Linked DNA regions of Mus musculus: region 2 is linked to region 1. Evidence: chromatin contacts called from public Hi-C data. All regions are on one chromosome and are shown on one strand. Each heading gives the region's core, a stretch centred on a gene start, on an enhancer-like site or on the middle of the called end of the contact. The rest is flanking DNA. Distances are from core to core; before and after follow the strand shown. Region 1 overlaps Plekha2 (pleckstrin homology domain-containing, family A (phosphoinositide binding specific) member 2). Region 2 overlaps Tacc1 (transforming, acidic coiled-coil containing protein 1).

Evidence for each region. Hi-C and Micro-C count contacts between places; a contact is called where the count stands out from the background.
Region 2: a Hi-C map of bone marrow-derived macrophages shows a contact between it and region 1, with 36 read pairs. The contact joins two enhancer-like sites. A contact is called at or near these places in 1 of 15 datasets of contacts at CTCF or cohesin (the NIH/3T3 cell line), 1 of 484 Hi-C or Micro-C datasets (bone marrow-derived macrophages), 5 of 115 datasets of contacts at active chromatin or transcription factors (the HPC-7 cell line, bone marrow-derived macrophages, embryonic stem cells and 1 more) and 1 of 9 other capture datasets (bone marrow-derived macrophages).

What each region holds. Positions count from the first base shown.
Region 1 is chr8:25,058,390-25,066,124 of GRCm38.p6, forward strand. It overlaps Plekha2 (pleckstrin homology domain-containing, family A (phosphoinositide binding specific) member 2), which reads right to left. Exons shown (of 12, transcript NM_031257.3): 4 at 5,549-5,597; 5 at 3,986-4,083; 6 at 1,445-1,585; 7 at 745-891. Among named protein-coding and RNA genes, the nearest start is that of Htra4, 23 kb to the left of the region's middle. Within about 2 kb of position 3,727, at least 10 of the 459 cell types and tissues checked have an H3K27ac peak or open chromatin away from gene starts, as enhancers often do. A contact at or near this core is called in bone marrow-derived macrophages and microglia, where this site is marked.
Region 2 is chr8:25,188,200-25,195,934 of GRCm38.p6, forward strand. The region is part of intron 2 of Tacc1 (transforming, acidic coiled-coil containing protein 1); the gene reads right to left. Among named protein-coding and RNA genes, the nearest start is that of Tacc1, 9.5 kb to the right of the region's middle. Within about 2 kb of position 2,777, at least 48 of the 459 cell types and tissues checked have an H3K27ac peak or open chromatin away from gene starts, as enhancers often do. A contact at or near this core is called in bone marrow-derived macrophages and microglia, where this site is marked.

The DNA.
Region 1 (7,735 bases), core at 2,477-4,976:
TGAAATGTAAATAAAGAAAATATCTAATAAAATAAAATTTTTAAAAAAGAATAAATAAATAATTGATTAAAGTATAAATAATGATAAACATAAAATCTATAGTTTTTCCTTTGTAAATAGTATCATAATAGGATTTTTCACAAACAAGGTTAACATAAAAGTATGATTTTTATGACAATCAAACAAAATAAGTTTTGCATCCATTAGCTTGAAAAAAAAAGAAAGAAAGAAAGCAGGCTGAGCAAGCTATGAAGGAGCAAGTCGGTAAGCAGCACCCTCCATGGCCCTGCATCAGCTCCTGCTCCAGGATCCTGCCCTGCTTGACTTCCTGTCCTGACTCCCTTCAGTGGTGATGGACCATGATGTGGAAGTGTAAGCCAAATAAACCCTTTCTTCCACAAGTTGCTTTTGGTCATGGTGTTTCATTGAAGCTATAAAAACACTGACTAAGACAACTATCAGCTCATCATCTTCGAAGCAAGAGTTGGGAAATAGGAGGGAAATCTGACCATCAGTGTGCAAACTGCATCAGTTTGAAGGCAGTAAGGCTTTTTACCACTACAGGCAAGCTTTCTGGGGGACTAATGGCTAGTTAACATATTACCATAAGTAATTACCATATAACCCAATGGCAGTCAACATAGAGGGGTACAGTTCTTCCTCTCTTTCTCCTCTGCTACATCCATGCCCACTGGATCCCCAGCAGGAATAGAACCCCAGTTGTAGCCCCTGTGCTGGACTCACCACATTCCCTTGCTTCACACAGTAGCCACTCTTAATGAGGGGAGGCCCAGTGGAAGGGCGGCAGCCTGACGTGGGGATGTAGCTCTGAGACCTTCGCAGGAAGGCGTGAGTCCCTGGCTCGCACCCTTCCTGCCCATCCCCACCGTTCTACAAGGAAACAGTAGAAACAGCAACACTGTTAGTACCCCAGTCATTCCTCTGTGGGATCCTTCCAGCCTTCTCACCACACCTCTGGTCTTTTTGATATAATGTCAGTCGAAGAACTAAGAGCTGACTTTGCCCCCAGTTAGCCGATGCTCTAGTGTTTCCCCAAAGTATGATGCTGGCTAGAGAGACTCAGAAGAGGAAGGAAAGACTACTTAGAACTAAAGGAGTCACAAGTACCCAAATGGGACTGCAGACTTGTGTCTAGTCTCACTGCCTCCCTCAGCCCCGTTGTCTTTGTGATTTATGAGTGTGCATTGCCTGGGTCTTAAGCAAAAGCCCAGAGGCCACACATCCTCAAGATGTCTTGATGTCATGTCCCCAACTTCTACATTGGCACTGAACACATCCATCTTGCACTATATCATCCTGGTCACCTTCTTCACTAGCTCCCCCATCCTAATGCTTTGTGCAGGTCCTTGGGCACAATGCATAGGCCTTCACTGCCTCCCTCCACCCCCCCCCCCCCCCCCCCGGCACTCCCAAGCAACAGCACCTGGCTGATAGGCGTTTGTACCACCACACCCCCGATGATCTCAGTCTTGTAGGCCACCTGCGGCTTCTTCTCTAGGGTGGGAGGAGCTGTTAAGTTTTTGAGAACTTCTGTGGCCAAGGGTACTGTCCCAGCTTTGGGTACCTAGGAAGAAAGGTGATATGGTCAGCAAGAGATAGAAAACTTAGGAAGAGGGCAGAACCACAAACAGGATGTGGGGAGAAATGGAAAGCTAATTTACTAACACAGAGACAAACAAACACACATACTTCCTTTAAATTATGCACACATACACATAACACACACAAGCACATATACGTATATGTACATATACACATAGATACACACACATATACAAACACACCATGCACACACACACATATATAGATACACATATATAGATACATATACTATATACATACATGCACACAAATGTAGACATACATACACACACAAAGATATGTGCATATACACATACAGTATACATATACATACATATAACACACACAGACACATATATACGCATATAGATATATACATGTACACATCTGTGCACAGAGATACACACATACAACACACAAGCACATATACACATGTATACACACATATAGATATACACACATAAACACAGATACACATGCATACACCTATACACACACACACATATATACACACATGCTTACACACACAAACACATACACACATATGTATATCACACATATACATGCACACATAAACATAACACACACATACAAATACATAACATACACACAGAACAAACTTACTGCATAACTATAGGATGAGCTAACCCTAGTTAGAATACAAAGAGGCAGGAGCCCTGTCCTCTTGACATTCATATATATGCTAGTAGTTAAGACTGAACAAAAATTCTCAGCAAAACAAGAAGTCAGAAAAATGAACAGGGCATGGCAGAATGTATATGTATGTGTATGTATATATATATATATATATATATATATATATATATATATATATGTATGTACTCTGCCACCACCTTTTCAAATCAACCCAGAAATTCACCCTTCTCCTCTCCTACAGTGTCCTGATGTGTAGCAATGCACAACATAGCCCAACCAGTGCCATGGAGAGTGTAGTGTTCAGCTCTCCACTGCGTCCTCTTAGCTCAGGGGCACGATTGTCTCAATTTTACATATGAGGTAAACACAGATCATCAACGTTGTGTCCTTTACTCCTTAAAATGCTATCACTACCTCCTCAGGCCACCCTCGCTAATTTCCTGTGGGATGTCATACCAACATCCCAGAGACAGCACACAGCGAAACCTGTCTTCTGCCAGCCTTGCCTCATGCTCTCTCTGTGCAGGTTGACCAGAACAGTAAACAGCTGTCACATTGCTTAAACAGCTACAGCTAACCCTGCTTGAGCCCAACGATACAGATGCTGAGTAGACAGAGATTCCATCTACCAACATCCATTGGAACCTTAAGGTTTCTGGAAGAATAATTTGTCCCGGCAATGGGCATTTCAATTCAAAGTCACGAGAAGACAAGCACTTCTGACTGTACAACACAGAATTTCTAAGTTTTCAGCAACTGTGGTAGACCAGACTCTGCCTGTCTTGCTGAGTTTCTTTCTACTATTGTCCTCCTCTTCCCCCTAAAGCCGTTTACCAAACATTCCCCATGTTCGATGCCTGGTCCCCAGCATGGGGCACTATTGGGAAGCAGAGGAACTTCCCAGAGATGAGGAGGAGTGGGAAAAGTTGGGTTACTGGGCATAAGCCCTCTGTGGGGATAGTGGGACCCCAGTGCCTCCTTGTTTTGTTCTCTGCTTCAACACCGCATGTCCCACCTTAATATCCTGCCTCATCACAGGCCCGAAACAACAGGGATAAACCCCATGAACCACAAAAAACAAATGCCATGATCTGTAGTTAACCTTTCCTTCTTATAACTTGATTGTTTTGAGCAGGTTATCACAGTGCTGGGAAGCTAACACATTTTTTTTTCCTTCCCTTTTAACTCTTCTTTGTTTCTTGTAAAAATATTCCTAGGGAATAGGAAATCGATCCTTCATTAGTCATGTCCAGGATAACCTGAGTCCTTAACACAATCCGTGGACGAGTTTCCAAGTTTGCAAAGCTCTTAGAAGACGTTTTTCCAGGCGCAACTAAGAAGAATATCCCCCAAACTAGAAAGAAACAGACCTGAGTTCCTTCTCGTGCGCTTCCCCAGTTCCTCTGCTTCTTGTTAGCAATCCCTTTTCCAACCCCACACAATGAGTCAGCAGTGTCCCACAATCACCCAGGATGGGACTGACAGAAGCCCTCCCAGGAAGCACAAAAGAGACTCCACAAACTTCCTCTTGAACTCCGTTCAGACTCAAACTCTCAAGTTCACTGGTAGTTGTCCGCCAGTGGACAAGAGGAGGTTAGATAGAGATGGGTCTTCACAGGCTCTGAGGCAAGGCCCTGCTGCCCTCTGAGCTCTGCCCCTTCCCCACTGAGGTCAAGAGCCGGGACACCCCACTTTCCCTACCAGAGAGAACAGAGGGTATACATACAGTGATCTTGCTGGCTTGGTTCAAGGCTTCTACCCAGTCCTTCAGATCTTTCTGGTCATTGGCTTGAAGAAAATATCTCTGAGACAGGGCATTGATAACTATAAAGGTAACAGGGAAGGAGAAAGAAGGTACCGGGTCAGGATTTGGAGATCACAAGAGACCAGGAAGTTAGGGTGTCTGAGGTGACAAGACCCATGAGGCCATTTAGAAGATCAAGAACCCGCCTAGGGTGTTAAGTCACATGCATGCTCAGAAGCAGCAGACCCCTGCAACACATTTATCAGCTACCAGAATGACGCTGGCATTAACAGTGGCTTCAATGCTCTATTGGTGACAATGAAGCTACTCATATGCCACCAGTAAGACACTTAGTCGGGACCCTATAGGGCTTGCTTCTACCAGTATGATCTGGTCTTGTCTGTGCCTGGGAAATGGAACAACACTTGCTGAGACCCGTCGCCTTGGCCTCACTTTCAACCTGTTCCTCCCTCTGGGCATTCCCTTAATCACAGCTTACCTCTGATTGATTGATTGATGATTGATTGATTGATTGACTTTCATCATTATCACTAATATATCTTTAAGTGAGCTGACCACAAAATTTAAGAGTGACTTCTAAACTTAGCAATAATATTTGGAAGGAACAGGAAAAAGAAGAGTCAACCTGAAGTTGGGAGAAAGAAGTCACTTCATCCCTCTGGCCTGAGAGTGAAGTCAAGAAGCCCTTGCCGAGGTGACAAAGAACTCGCTGTTTTCATTCATATAAACAACTCTTTGTTGAGGACCCACTATGTGCCAGCAGTCATCTTATGTGCTGAGGGCATGCAGTGACAAAGCAGGAAGTGACTCTGCCTCCCTGAAGCTCCTGCTCAGAGCCTCCCTGGACACAGAAAGGCCTCAGCATTTGCTCAGAGCGAGGGCTACTTATCGATACAGTTGCCGAGTGGTTTCACGGACCAACTGAAGACAGGCTTGAGGCATTGGTGGAGTGGCTCTGCGCCTTTGCCACTAGCCCCCAGCCCCCAACTACAACTCATCTGGCAATCTTGAGACCCTACATATGCCTTCCTTCATTTTAATGCTTCCCTGCCTTTCCCCACTTTTCTCGGACCTCATCATGTCCTGAGTACACCACTGCTCAGTTCTAAAGTGAAGGCTCCCAGAGACTTCTATCAGATGCTTTCTGTCCACCTTAAACAGAAATACAGCTTGGCTCACAATCTCAGCACATTGGAGTCTGGGTGCAGCAGGAGCAAAGTTCCAGGGCAGCTTTGACAGTGTTGGGGGTGAGGGGAGAGAAGAAGGGGAGGAGGAAAAGGAAGAAGGTCAGGAGGCAGATGGCCGGCAGAAGCCAACCTGGCTAAAATGCTGCTGGCCCCTGTGTGCCTGGTCGCAAGTTATTAAAAATCTTCACAGGGGTATTACTCGGCACCCAGAACATCCCTATTATCTAAACTACTCATGCATACAGGATACAGTTCCCATGGGATCACAGGGCTGTCTTCCACGGAAATGAAGTTAGCACAGGTCTATGGCGAAAAGCCACTGTGGCTCAGTACTTACCGAAGCAGAATGGCGTTTTAGGTTTCTGCTTTGGGGTAGCTATGCTCACCTATATCAAATAAAGACAAAGAGAGACATGAGTGTGCTTTCATCAGTGTGGAAAACGTTTACCTTGAAAACATTTCATACATAAAAAGAGCATATCAAATCTATGTATATTTGAAGACTGACAATTGAGTGTCTTCCTCCATCCCTTAAGAAACTGGCACGGGCTGGACAGCGGTGGCACACGCCTTTAATCCCAGCACTCGGGAGGCAGAGGCAGGAGGATTTCTGAGTTCGAGGCCAGCCTGGTCTACAAAGTGAGTTCCAGGTCAGCCAGGGCTATACAGAGAAACCCTGTCTCAAAAAAAAGAAAGAAAGAAAGAAAGAAAGAAACAAACAAACAAACAAACAAACAAACAAACAAACAAACTGGTACGGTCAGTCCTATTCCTTAGAGCAGGGCTTCTCACCCTTCCTAACACAACAACCCTTTAACGGACAGTTCCTCCTGTTGTGGTGACAACCAATTAATTTTGTTGCTACTTCATAACTGTAATTCATACTGTTATGAATTATAATGTAAAAGTCTGACATGCTGGATGGTGTTGAGTGACCCCTGTAAGAGGGGCCATTCGACTCCCAAAGGGGTCACAGCCCTCAGGTTGAGAACCGCTGTCTTAGATACTCGCTATACCCTTCTGTGGCAGAACTTCTATCATCCACATAACTGGTATCCTGGTGACTGTACTAACTTTTGTCTCTGCAAGAACACTCTAAAAGCCACTGGGGTCCAGACAAGATTTTCTCTGAGCCACAAGATCTAGCAGAGTCCCGTTCAATCCAGCAGGCTTCTACTATGCTCTCGAGAGCTAACTCCTTTCCCAGAACAGTCTCCCAACTGAAGGTGCTCAGGGCGTACAAATTCTAATCAAAGCAGAAGGAAACAGCAGGCGCTCTTATCTGAAGGTCTATTTATGTTGCCCATGAACAGAGGCAACTCTCCAGCAGCCCAGAGAGCAGCTGGCAGATGAGTGAGCTCACCTGGGTATATTCAAAAGCCTGTGTAGACGGGCCTGTGTAGACGGGACCACTGGTGTACTTTACCTAGTTTTTACAATCCTGTCCCTTGTATGGGTTTTGCTGAGGGTCTGCATAGGAGACTACATCACTCAGATTCATACTCCCATCACAGCCTACAAAGATCTGGTGATTATCCACCAAATGGATGCTGGTCCAGCCATGCTGGAACACTCCACCCATCCCACTTACTAGGGTTGCCTAGAGATGCAGCACCTAGCACGGAACCCATCCACATACAGTCAGCATCCTGCCCAGGACACTGGCCTCTCAGTCCCCTTCCTAGCTTTCCCAGGTCTCCTTATTCACCTCTCTGGACTCTGGGACTTGAAAGTAGAAGCAGGGATTCAAGTCTTGAAGTGAGCTTCTTTGAGGCTCACAGTTGCCAAGATCTAACCATGATTGGCACACTGGTCTCTACGCTCTTGCTCTTGCCCCTAAAATCTTCCTAGATACCTGCCTTGATTCCTTAGCCAAATAACATTGCCCCAAATACTCAACCAGGAACTGGGGTGATACCTACAAAATATCAAACGGATAAATAGTAGAGGTTTGTTTTGGAATCAGTCTCAAATCATTAGGTGTGTGATCTCCATTAGATGTTCTGTCAAGAAAGGAATCACAGTCACGTTCCTATGGAGTTAACAGCAGCATCAAATATATCAATGCAAGCAAGAGACCTGGCTGCACTGCCATGTAGAATCTACTCATGAAGGAGGGACTATGGTGTCAGGCAAGGCAGCATTCATCTGTAATCCCAGCACTTGGGAGGCTGACACAAAAGGACCTTGACTTTAGGCTACACAGCAAGTTTCTGGCTAGCCTGGGTTACATGGGCCCACCCCATCTTAAAACAAATCACACACCCACACGATAAATCACACACCACACACTACAATAATACTACTAATAATAAATAATTTAAAATAAAACTTAAAAAAAACACGCATGGCATTTTCAATGTTAATAATTAAAATGTAAATAACATTACATCAACCTCAGTGACAAGTATTTAAAACCCAAGATGTCACATTACCCCTGTTTCTGAAGGATGAAGGACTACATCTGCTGATGACTTCCTACTAGCAGAATCCCAAGGCTGTCCAGACTATCACCAAGGGAAGA
Region 2 (7,735 bases), core at 1,527-4,026, 130 kb after region 1:
TGAAGACAGCTACAGTGTACTCATATATATATAATAAATAAATCTTACAAAAAAAAAAAAAAAGAGCCGGGCATGGTGGCACACACCTTTAATCCCAGCACTCAGGAGGCAGAGGCAGGTCGATTTCTGAGTTTGAAGCCAGCCTGGTTTACAAAGTGAGTTCCAGGACAGCCAGGGCTACACAGAGAAATCCTGTCTTGAAAAGCCCCCACCCCCCAAAAAAAAGAGTGGAGATGCTGGAGTCATGCTCACTCTGAATTCTACCTTCATCTCCTCACGTCCTCACTCACAAATCCCCTGCCTTTGGTACCAAAACTTCTGGAGAATAGGCCAAGCAGTGTGGCTCACGTGAATAAGCCAACACAGAGAGGCCAAGCAAGGAGGGAGGACTGCATGGTCTGAAGCCAGCCTAGGTTACAGCGCTGGACAGATGGCTCAGTGGTTAAGGGCACTGGCTGCTCTTCCGGAGGACCCGGGATTCAATTCCCAGCAAGCACGTGGCAGCTTGCAATTGTCTGTAACCCTGAGATCCAACACTCTCACCCAGACATACATGTGGGAAGACCACCGATGCACATAAAATAAAGATAAATAAGTTAAAACAAAACAAACACAAACTCTGAGAAGCTGGGTTTGTTTGCTTGCTGTTGCTGTGATAAAACATCACGGCCAATAGCAACCGGGGCAGAAAGGGATTATTGGAAGTTTACAGGTTATCGTTCACTGTGGGAGGAACTCACGGCAGAACGCTGGGCAGGAGCTGAAGCACCAGGAGCTTGGAGGAGCACAGCTTTACCTGTGTGCTCTCCATGGATGCTCAGCCTGCCTTCCTTACACAACACAGAACCACCTGCCCAGGGGCGGCACCACCCACAGCGAGCTGGGTCCTTCCACACCAATCATTAATCAGGAAAACGCCCCACAGGCTGCTCTGCCCGGGCATTCTCTCAGCTGACAGCCCCTCTTCCTAGATAGCTGGATTGTGTCAAGCTGAGGAAAACCTAACCAGCAGCAAAGCCAAGGCCAAGGGGTCTGGGAAATGAACCAACTAATTTCTCCAGAGACCATGATCCACAGGGGACTCCTCACTCCCTGATCCCCCGGAGCCCCCGTGCTCCAACACAGCTGATGGTCAGGGTCCACTGCATGGCTGGGTATCTTTTTCATATGGAGGAGAAAGGCATATTTATACAGTAAGCGGTGAGGCCGCTCGGCTCCACAGACAGCTATATCAGGGCTAACATTCTATCTTCGTCTGAGGCCCTTTCCTCCTGGAGGCCCCGCAGGACCCCGTTCCACACTGGCCTCAAATCCTGCCCTTGTCTCCCATGCACAAGTCCAGGGGGTCGGGAGGAAAGCTAGCTCTAGCAGGAAGCACCCCTTGCCGCTCAAGTGGTCTGACCTGAGGGGAATGGCAATCAGGGACACATTAGCATTTCTGACAAGTGTCCAAACCTTGGGAGGGTTTTTGCTTTTTAACCTCTAACCTCCAACTACATGTCTGACTTTCTGGTACCTCTGATTTCCCTGAAGTTGCAAGCCATCTCTTTCAAGATGACTGTGGCGCTGTGTCCAAAAAAAAAAGCAACAAACAAAAATCAGCACAAAGCCAAGGACACGGCCCTTAAGTGAAGACTGAGAAGTAATGTATTGTCCAGGGACAGAATAACTAAACTGTATGTGAACACCTGCCATGTCCAGGGAGTGCACAGCAGAGCTCACACTCCCTAGACAGCCCTGCGGGCCTCGGCCACTCAGAAGCATGGAGACACATTAAGTCAAGGCAGGTCTCCTTAGGGCCACTATACTGTTAGGATGGCTTGTCACCCAGGGCAGAACACCAACACTAACTTGCCCACCCACATGAGAACGCAGGGAACTAGCCACCCCCCCCTGTTCTTTCTTCTCACCTCCAAAATGTAAAACAAAATTCTTAGCCAGGAGCAAAGGGAGGGCAAATGTAGCTATTCTGTGTTTTGTTTTGAATGGAGACAGGGCACCAGCTCCCCTGCCATTCTTCTGAGATGGTGTTTTAAGTTCTGACAGAGGCCCACTCTCAAGTAAGACCTGGTGGCACCCGTCTATGATCCCAGCACTTAAGGCAGGATGATCATAAGTTTGAGGACAGCCTGGGCAACAGAGAGAGACCCTGTTTCAAAACACACACCAGTGTGTGCATGCACAACCTAAAGCTTTGGGGTTTTTTGTTGTTGTTGTTTTGTTTTTTAAAAAGGTAAGGCCACTTGATAAACAGACAAAAGTGGTCACACGGTTAAAGTCTCCAAAATAGCATTCTATGCTATTTCACTGAAAAAGAGAGCCAAGAGAACAGCGGTGGGGTGGGGGCAGATTCTGTGGAAGACCACTCAGTGTGCACTGAGTCCCTAGGTTCTAGCCCAAGCGCAATCCGTCACGCAACTCAGGAGATGCTAATTCTCCTCTGAAGACCATACTGTAAGGAAAAGAAGAGGGCTGGCGACCAGCAGCCTAGACCTTCTCCAGAGAATGAAGACCAACAATGGCTCTGCTTCCCCTCTCAGGAACAAGGTACCCATTGGCACTGGAGCCGTGCGGATCTAACTGAGGGCACACTCCAAGCAGAGCAGAGAGCCTCTACCCCAGACAGAGATCAGAGAGCCCTCAGCACCAGCCTACGGGCTACGCTACCCCAGCAGGAAGAGCAAAGGCAGGAAGACGGGCGCTAACAGATGGGGCTGCAACGCAGAGACCTGAAATTGTGGAACTTCCAATCCATTGCTGCCAAACAGCCACAGCGTGCAATCTCCTCAGAAACAATTACTGGAAGATTCAACATACCAACTGCTTCCTCCATAAAGCAGCAACCACCCACACAGCTGGGAGGCTGAGGCTGGTGATAAATAGAGAAGAGAATGCTTAGCCAGAGGAGGCCCCCAGACCTTAGGCGCATGAGACACCTCCCCAGAAGGGCGGCCATTCTGGACCTAGGAAAGCGGCACAGAAGAGACCTAAGGAAAGAAAACTGGGAGAGGTTTGTGGGTGCGGAAATTACACCTCTGGCAACTAAGAGATCTGTGGTGTCCAGCTCTAGCATAGAGTTCCCAGTGAGTCTTCACCTCCCTGTATTCACAGCACTGGGCTAACCTGTGCCACCAAGAGGGTGCTGTGGAAGAAGGCACAGTGTGACCGCTGAGGTGGCCCAGTCAATCTGGGGGAGGAGGTGATGCCACACCGTGAGGATGCTGAACCAACCCTGCAGGCCCCACATGCTCGCCTGAGCGCCATTCCTTAGCCAGCAGTGACTGGTGAAAGGATGACTGTGCCCTTGTGGGCTGGGGACACAGCTAGGAGAAAAATCACGCGTCTACCTTGGGAGAGACCTTGGTGCCATCCCAAGCACTGCTAACAAAAATGAAAACAAAAGTCCAACAAGCCTTCTCTCTCTACCTAAAAACAGGTGCTGAGCCTGGAGGCTCCATACATCTCCATACAGCCCACTCTCCTCACCAGACAAGGTCCACGCAGACAAGAGACTGATCCCTTCCTACTTCCTTCTCAACTGAAGAGCTGACACTAATTTGGGGGGCAGTGGGGACGGGGGAGACAGGGTCTCTCTAATGTAGCCCTAGCTGTCCTGGAACTCCCTATGTAGAATGTAGATCAGGCCGGCCTTGAACTCAGATCCTCCTGCCTCTGTCCCAGGGGGTGCTGGGACAAAGGGCGGGTACCACCGCACCTTTAATAATAAAGGAAATGATCCAGTGCAAATGGGCCAGCTACCTAAGGATGACTTCTGCGGCTGTTGGCTTGTATCGAAATATTACGGTGAACTTCTGCTGCTCAGAACCCCAAATACAGCGGATGCCAAGTTCATGTGTGTGGAAGACGTATGGCCGACTGACTCAGCTGTCACTTAGGGGAGATGCTTTCCACAGCACACACCCTGTTCTGGCAACATTTTAAGGCCTCTCACTTCCTCTTGGTCTTCTCCAACAGTGAACTGGGGCGGGGGGCGGAGGGGGGGGCTGTTTCACAAACTCCCTGGAGAGGAAAGCCTGTGAAACACATTTCAGGGAGCTCTGGATTTTCAACCCCTCCTCCTCACCCTGGAGCACGGGAGACTGAACTCTGTCTGTTGCTGGCTCTGGTGCTATGAAGCTTGTGTCGGTCTCAAATTTGTGATCCTCCTGCCTCACTCAGCCTCATCACTCAGCCTCCTCCTAAGCATCAGACTACTGGTGGATCTTATATCTTTCCAAAAATACTTGACACTGATTGTGTGTGTGTGTGTGTGTGTGTGTGTGTGTGTGGTGGGCGGGGCCAGGTCCTGTGAAGGCTCTATGCCCCAGTGTAGGGGAATGCCAGGGCCAGGAAGCAGGAGTGGGTGGGTTGGTGAGCAAGGGGAGGGGGCAGAGGGTTTTCGGAGGGGAAACCAGGAAAGGAGATAACATTTGAAATGTAAATAAAGAAAATATCTAATTTTAAAAAAAAGAAAAAAAGAAAAAAAAATAGTAACCTTGGCTATCAAAGCTCCATGAGGATGGCTGTTTGGGGGACAAACTGTGGACTCCCAACACTATTTATTCTGGATTTTGCAAAGCATGAGAAACAGTTACACCCAAGGTTGCCTAGAGACAGGATTGCTGCTACAGGGAGATTACAGGAGCTTTTGGGAGGAGGGGACAGTGTTTTGTTATCTTTTAAGACAGGGTTTCTCTGTGTAGCCCTGACTGTCCTAGAACTCACTGTGTAGACCTTAAACTCAGTCCTCCTGCCTCTGCCTCCTGGTTGCTAAAATTAAAAATATGGGCCACCACTCCAGGTTAGTTTTGGGTTTGCTTTGAGAAAGGGTTTCATATAAGTCAGCTGGTCTTAAATTTTTGGTATAGCCAAGGTTGACCTTGAACTCCTGACCCTCCTGCCTCTACCTGGACAGCACTAGAATTGTTGGTTTATCACTGTGCCTGATTTAAACTCTGCCCGTCACTCCCAGTCTTTTGGCATCCCCAGACCCACTCTCTCTCACTGAAAGTGGCTTTAGACCATACCCATTGTTCCAGTGGGGCATTCAGGACTAGCCCCGCACCCCCCCCCCCCAAGCACCATGCCTCTGCCACCAGAAATTAACAGAGCAAATTAGTAGTTTTAGTAAGATGCCCAGGTAGAGGAGATGAGCAACTCAGGAGTGAGTTTAACCCTTACGATACTTCTTAAGAAGGCCTTGCCTTTGCGTCATCTAAAAAGTGACTTGAAAGTTACTAAAATCTTCACTTTGCATTGGCATAGATAGTTCCTCAGTCCTGGTGTTTGGTTTTTTTTTTTTTTTTTTTTTTTTTTTGGTTTGTTTTTTAAAGATTTATTTATTATATGCAAGTACACTGTAGCTGTCTTCAGACAGCCCCAGAAGAGGGCATCAGATCTCATTTACAGATGGTTGTGAGGCACTCAGGACCTTTGGTAGAGCAGTCAGTGCTCTTACCTGCTGAGCCATCTCTCCAGCTCATTCCTGTTGTTCTTTATCAAAGAGCGGAAGTATTTCCTCCCATAGCTCATTACACTGAGACAACCATACTGACTCCATTGAGGGGGGTTTCAGGGGGGGGGGAGGAAATGTGGCAACACTGCCTGGTTTTCAGCTTTAAACCTCTCAAGCTGAAATCACATAAAAAAAAAAAAAAACTAAAAACTAAATTAAGCTGTAAAAGAGCCAATCATACCAAAAAAATAAAAGCATTAACCTGGGGCGCAGTACAAGGGGCCACCCATGTTAAACTGCTAAACTAGGTAACATTTAGTATCCTTATTAGTCTCGTTGTTTCTAGGAAATTCAAATAAAGCAATCCCCTGTTGTGAGCAAAGAAACATTGTAGCAAATCCTGAGGAAAATATATCTGTAGATTTGAATGGACCACTTCAGTATGGGTGAATGAAAAATATTTGTGTATTTGCTTATCAACCAGATCAACACTTTAGATAAAGTCTGGGGCTCAAGATTTCAGCAAGATCCGCGTTCTAAGTCTTAGACATATAAACATACTATAATATATATATATTTCCAATAAACACACCTGTTGATATGCTCAGGCTCAGTTCCAACATCCCAGCACAAATATTGAATAACGACGAGTTAGAAGTCTATGTTGGTGATGGCAGAAATGGCTCGGTAGTTAAGAATTGGACAGTTCGTGCAGAGAGCCCTTGTTTGGCTCACAACCACAGATAACGGCAGCCCCAGGCTCTGGCACCCCGTTCATGCTCAAACCCACGTAGGCTCAAAAACTAAACTAAGATCTGTTTTTAAATGGCTGTGTTTGTCCTTGATTAGATGGGTCCATTTCTTGGTACTTTCTTATTTCTCTCTCTCTCTCTCTCTCTCTCTCTCTCTCTCTCTCTCTCTCTCTCTCTCTCTCTCTCGTAACTCTCTGAATCTTTTAGTGGAAGTCATTTAAAATTCAAGTGCACTGTCTGCAAAGGAGACAAGCAGTCAGAGCCAACCTTTCTCCCTTAAGGAAGCCTTTCCTGACCACAAGGGCCCCGTACGGGAGGAGCCTGGTATACAGCGCTCCTTTGTTAGCTGGAAGTCCCTAGTTACTCTCTGAAAGTGGTGTAAGTGCACAGAGAGTTAACAAGCCTCTCCAGTCCCAAGTACTTAACCTGCTGCCAAGATACAAAAGCAGCCACATGGGAGACCTCAACACGCTAGCATGGCTATATTCCCCAACACCATTATTTATGGGCCCTAAGGTGTGAATTTCACATCATTTTTTTTAAGACTACAATTTTTTTCGATCACTACACTTTGGGGTGAAATTTCCTTCTGTTTTTCACTGCCTGGACCTGGATTTGTAGACCAGCTGGCCTTGGAACTCGGAGATCTGCCTGCCTCTGTCTTCCAAGTGCCAGGATTAAAGGCCTGAGCCATCCATCACTCTGGTTTGGTATTTCTGAATCTAAATACCAAAGTCATGTCAATGAGTAATTCTGCATTTCTCACAAGAACACCAGCAATAAGTATTAGTAGGTAAACTCCATTGCTATTCCAGACTGCAATGGTTAAGTCTCTGAAATACCTAGGTATTGTAACATAGAAGATGAATAGCAGCTTTAACTAGTTATTCACGGATCATGTGGAGACTTCTACATTTATCAACATTCTCCTTTTCAAAGAAAGGTAACTAACTGTAAATATGGGTAGGACCACAAAGGGACAGGGCCCACACAGTAAGCCTCTGTGGGTTTTCTATTTGTTTCTCTTGTTGTTGTTGTTGCTGTTGTTTTGACAGGGCCTCACTATATAGTTTGGGCTGGCCTGAAACTCTTTATAGACCAGGCTGGCCTAGAACTCACAAAGGTCCGCCTGCCTCTGCCTCCCCAGTCCTGGTGCACAGGGGTGTGCCACCACGCTAGGCCATCTCTGAAGTCTTTATAGGCTGAAACAGCTTAACAAACCTGCCACCACTAACCCCGTGAACACAGGGGTAAAGGGGGATAGAGATAAGGAGGCCTCTTCTAAGCTCTTTCCCGAGGGAGTTCCTTCCCCAACACACATCCCAGCAAAGACCAACCAAAACCAAGCAGCAGTGAGATGGCTCACCATGCAAAGGTACTTGCCACAAGTCAGGGACCCAAAGTTTCATCCCTAGAGGCCACAATACATTGGATGGAAGCTAACTCCATGGAAGTTTGCTATGCACATAGACACACACACAGACACATACACACAATGGCATGTGTCCCTCTTCCCCACAGTAATGAT